Linked DNA regions of Ovis aries: region 1 is linked to region 2. Evidence: chromatin contacts called from public Hi-C data. All regions are on one chromosome and are shown on one strand. The core of a region is the stretch at or near the end of the contact, and the rest is flanking DNA. Distances in the headings are between cores, read along the strand shown.

What was found. Hi-C and Micro-C count contacts between places; a contact is called where the count stands out from the background.
Region 1: a Hi-C map of muscle shows a contact between it and region 2, with 5 times the contacts expected there. The contact joins the promoter of LOC101104050 here to the promoter of CARF in region 2. A contact is called at or near these places in 2 of 16 Hi-C or Micro-C datasets (muscle and skin fibroblasts).

Annotation. Positions count from the first base shown.
Region 1 is chr2:205,269,877-205,272,576 of ARS-UI_Ramb_v3.0, forward strand. LOC101104050 (cytochrome P450 20A1) reads left to right here and starts at 1,332. Exons shown (of 14, transcript XM_060410272.1): 1 at 1,332-1,456; 2 at 2,085-2,145. The coding sequence starts at 2,122.
Region 2 is chr2:205,019,995-205,022,694 of ARS-UI_Ramb_v3.0, forward strand. CARF (calcium responsive transcription factor) reads left to right here and starts at 1,418. Exons shown (of 20, transcript XR_009599398.1): 1 at 1,418-1,476. It overlaps WDR12 (WD repeat domain 12), which reads right to left and starts at 1,316. Exons shown (of 14, transcript XM_060410275.1): 1 at 1,262-1,316; 2 at 597-644. The coding sequence starts at 637.

The DNA of each region.
Region 1 (2,700 bases), core at 82-2,581, 250 kb after region 2:
CCTGACCTGCATACAGATTTCTCAAGAGGCAGGTCAGGTGGTCTGGTATTTCCATCTCTTTCAGAATTTTCCACAGTTTATTGTGATCCACACAGTAGGGTTCCATTAATGGACTGGAAGCACTTGACAATTATTGTGGCAAACATAGTGGTTGCAACTGTCAGCTTAGGAACACTTTTCCATATTAAATTCCTTTTAAAATAATATATATGTAGGTCTAAATATGATGTAAAGTTCTTTACACTACCCTACAACTTTAGTTGTTGCTTTAAGAGATGGTGAGGGCTGCCCTGGTGGCTCAGAGGTTAAAGCGTCTGCCTGCAATGCAGGAGACCTGGGTTCAATCCGTGGGGCAGGAAGATTCCCTGGAGAAGGAAATGGCAACCCACTCCAGTATTCTTGCCTGGAGAATCCCATGGATGGAGGAGCCTGGTGGGCTACAGTCCATGGGGTTGCAAAGAGCGACTTCACTTTCACTTTAAGAGATGGTGAGAATCATAAGTGATACAATTGTTACCATAAATTTAAACTGTTTTACAATATTTGCTGTAATAACAATGGTACCATATGTAACAACTCCATTACAGTTGAACATCATAGATAAGTCAGTTCATTTCTGAAGCTAAATATTAACTATAAATTTCTATCGATAATTCCAATTGCTACCGCCTGGAATTTTGCTAAGAGCGAAATTTCTTCAATTTGGAAGTATTAAAGAAAATCCCATATATTAATTATATGACTCAATAAACCTGAAAAGATTGTTTTAAAATAATCTATCAAATCTTTTCAAGGACCACAATGACTGGGAACAGGATAATTTGGCATTTCTGGCAAGAGAAGACAAATGATGTCAAAATCTTGATGATAAAAATATAGAGATCATGCTGAAATAAAGGGAAGACATATTTCATGAAGTAAATACATAATAATTGTGAATCATGTGTCCATTTATTTGATTCAAAAATCACTAGACTGTGGTAGAAAATCCAGACGTGCAACAACAAAGATTAACTTGAGCTGTTTTTATTTTGATATATGCATTTTAAACCCACTTGGAAAACGATAACTCCTAACGTTTTCTAGAAGTCGGGGTCCCTCTTCCTTCAGCAACTGGGTCCGGGAGTCGTGGGCGTGCTCGGAATCGAATCCGCCGGAACCGCGCCTCGGTCTCCCTGTTTCTCGCCGCCAGACCGCAGGGCTGACCACGGCACGCCCCCAGCGGCCCAGGCCACGCCCCCGGCGGCCCAGGCCACGCCCGGGCGACCTATCCGCTCGCAAGTCCCGCGGGCGCCCCGGCCCACCCCTCTGTCCCTCTGGTGCGCCAGGCTGAGACGCCGCAGAGGAGCGCGGAGCTGAGACGTGGTTCCCGGGCTGAGGCACCATGTTGGACTTCGCGATCTTCGCTGTTACCTTCCTGCTGGCGTTGGTGGGAGCGGTGCTCTACCTCTACCCGGTAACCGCCATCCCGGCCCTCACGGGCTCAGGCCGCCGCCCGCATCCACGTCGCGCAGCCCGCAGCGGGCCGCAGGGAACGGGCCCCGGGGGAGGGCTCCAGCTCCCGCCGCCACTCTGCCCCGCTCCCGGAGCACGTGACGCCTCGCAGGCGCGCGCGGCCGGCGCTGAAGACAGCAGGGCAGGAGGCTCGACCACCCTCGGACGCCGAGAGACGCACGGACGGAGGCTCGGCGGAGCGGGCGCGGCCGCAGGGGCCTGAGGGCTGGTTGGCGGGTCCGGCCTCCGTGTCCTCGCCGCGCCGCTGTGGAGGGCGGGGCCGAAGTGCTTCGGTGGCTTTCGAGCAGTGACTGTGCCCACCCCACTTCCATTTTCTAGTGTGTCTGAGAGGAAACTCCAGGCTGCTCGTCGCCTTTATCCATTCCCAAGGATTTTCCCCTAGTGTTTCTTTTGTCGCCTGCTTTTCCGTCTGCCTTTCGACTTTCATTCCTGAAATCTAAAGTCCTTAAGGTCCGGACCGGGTCTTGTTCCTCTTGGGCCTCACATGCTAAAGGGGTCGTGGAAGGAGCATACAGCCAAGTGCTGTATCTCTAATCTCCTTCTGACCTTTCTCTGCTTACCTTCTTCAGCCTCAAAAGATGCTTCTGAAAACAAAGAAGCTAACGGATGAGGAATCATCTACAAAGCAAGGTGGTGGTTTTGTAGAAAAATTTGTAAAGCAACAGAATACTGGCAAGCACATCCCTGATATTGACAGAACACCTTAAATATTCTTGCTGGTAAATGAATTTGATTGGAATGTTAGAACTACCCTATCTGGAACTTTCAGTGTTTTTTTATTTTATGAGAAATAGCCTTCTAGGTCAGAAGAGTGAGGGAGTAGAGATTTCCAGACAACTCATTTGAAATTCATGAAAGTAAAATAAGACTAGGCAGCAAGCTGTGTGTTCCTCAGCTGTTTTCCTTCAACTATGTGGCATCAGGGCAGTTGACAGAATGTTGGATTTAATTAGGGTTTGTGTTTTGCTAGGTACTTTTGAGCAAAGGAAACAGGGCAAGAGAGTGATTAAAAGGCACAATGGAATCTGAGCTGGATGGCTGGAAAAGGAGTATAGGAGTAATTGGGTTAACAGTCTGTTTGGGGTAAAAATAGTTTTTGGAGTCAAGATATTAAAAATAGAAGGAGAAATAGGAGGTGCTTGGAGATTTGGAAGCTTGATGTTAAAACTCCAGGAATGGTAAAGT
Region 2 (2,700 bases), core at 168-2,667:
CTGGTAAAATGTTCATATACATATACGTATACACATACGGGTGTGTATATATGTATACACACACATATAACATGCATACGTATATGTGTAGATATATGTATATAAATACCCAAAATTATAACTGAATTGACCTCACACTCTTATCAAAAATCAGTTCTACCAACTCCCTATTGGGAGCTCCACCTTCTAGCGTGGTTTGGAAAAACATCATCTATCACCTACTTAAGAAAACGAAGTTCATGTTTTCAGACACCACCACTAGCCGCCAGACTCTAACGACATGGTCCGTCGTTCACTGCTCAGTTGCATAATGCACTTCATTCAGGAAGCAAACCTGAAACCCTTCAGGTCTCTCTACCCTTACAATTCAAATTATATACAGCCTGAGAAGCTAGGCAGGAACGATGGGAGAGAAGTCCTCGCAAGGTACCGCAGAAAACGCGCTGAAGCGACGAATCCAGTCAAAAAGGGAACAGGTAAATTGACGGCAAAGACAACCAGGCATGCACAAGGAAGAGGTCCTACGAAAGAATTCCGGGGGCCGGGGGCGGGGGAGGGGAGGGAGTGAGGAAGGGAGAGAGAGTACGCTCACTTACTTCTTGTTGTCAGTGAAGAAGCGTGTCTGGAGCTGAGCCATGGCGTACCTAGAGAAACGTATGAGTAACAATCAGACAATCGGCACTCTGGTCTTTCAGTACTACAAAAACGGGGATCTCAAAATGAGGCTGCACGTGTCAGAGAAAAGATGCAGTCGATCCCAGGGCTTCCGCTTTCTTTCCCCGGGCCTCAGCCAGAAGGCACCACGAGGCTGCCCTTCCTCAAGATCCAGCCCACAAACATCAACTACCTATTCCTAGAGTAGGAATCGTCGATTAGTTTTAAAGGCGTCGCGTCTCTTAAATTTTTTTTGTATTTAAAAAAATATATATATTTAAGCTTGCGATCGATTATGGAGATAGAAAGAGGCCCGTTTCAAACCGACTTCTCTCCGTTTGAAATGTTAACAGGCTATCCTTAGTCGCGATAATTCAGACACAGCTCTTAGATACTACGACTCCCAGAAAGCAGCGCTTCTCAGATGATATAGCCACTGGGAATTGTAGTCTTTTTTACCACGCTGCCCTCAGGCTATCTTCTTTGCATTAAACCTTCCCGACTCCAGGCAACGACCTATTATATTTCCTCGGCCTTCAGCTTTAATTTGCTATAGTCTTTCCGGGTTTAATTTCTCAAGCATACTCCCAATCAAGACTCAGTCTACCGAGATTTTTCTAGGGCTCCAGCTACTAGCCTCAGGCTTTAGATCCAGGTGAGAGGCGGGGATACGGGGAAAAAAAAAAAAAGAACCAATCAGGAAGGAAACACGCGACGGTGGCTGATCAGGATCTTTTCTAAAGCGGCTGCGCTGCGCGCTCCCGGTGGCCGCGGCTGCGCACTGTACTGGTCTCCATGGCGCGGCCTCGGAACCAAGACGAGGTTGAGTAGACTCGTTTTGAATTTTCTCCCCTCTGCTCCAACACTTTGTGGACTTCCCTTCTCGCCCTCTAGGGCGCTCTGCGGCGGCGGGACTGGGGAAGACGGAGGTTTGGTAGAGCTGTCTACGCCGGCGGGCGAGACGCTACCTCCCAACCCGCTCCCCCCCCCGCCCTTTCTTTCTGCTGCCTCCTCCTCCTGTCACCTCCTGACCCGCCGGGTCCCTGAGCAAGCGCCAGCCCCCGCCCCCGGGAGCCGCGGGCCTCAGTGGCGTCTTCCGGGCCCCGCCTCGGGCCGTGTTCGGGGCTCCACCTGAAGAGGCCTATTGCTCCCCTCCCCGCCCCCGCCCGGATGGGGGCCCCGGACCCGGGACAGGCAGGCTGGAGGAGATCCGAGTTAGGTGTGAGGAGGGCTGCCGAGCCTCAGTACGCACTGGCACGGAAGAGGAGGACAGGACCCCTGGGCGGGAGCGCCCACTGTGTGGTCCTTTGCGCGGCCCCGCTTTTCAGGGTTCTTTTTTCTCTTTATGACATCCTTTATACCTTCCTTAGGCTTCCCTGGTCGCTCAGAGGGTAAAGCGTCTGCCTACAATGCGGGAGACCCAGGTTCAATCCCTGGGTGGGGAAGATCCCCTGGAGAAGGAAATGGGAACCCACTCCAGTACGCTTGCCTGGAAAATTCCATGGACGGAGGAGCCTGGTAGGCTACAGTCCATGGGATCGCAGAGAGTCGGACACGACTGAGCGACTTTCACTTTTATACCTTCCTTATGGAAGGCGAAAGGCGTCCTCCCACACCTCCTCCCTGCGCTTTTTTTTTTTTTTCAACTTTTTTTGGTCTTGACATCCAGACGCCTATATCTTATTCTCAAACGGTCCAGAGAACTATTCTAATGGAATGTAGTTGTTTTTCTGAGGGAGGATGGATGGAGAGATACTATCCAGCTCTCACAGTCGCTTTTTAAGGCGTTCGCCAGAAAAGCTTCAAGAGGGAGGCTTAAAAAGACAGCATTTTAGAGTAAGGCACAACTGGATTGCAAGATTGTGGGCAAAGCGGGCCGTGTGCAAGTGTAGACAACTGAAGCGTTCCTCTATTACGTTGCTTAAAGATGTACTACAAAAGACATATGGTGTTTAAGTCAACCATAGACTATGAGAAGGAATTTGAGCAATTATAAGCGAAAAATAATCAGTTAACAGAGCGCAGTGATAATGAAACTAGGAGTAT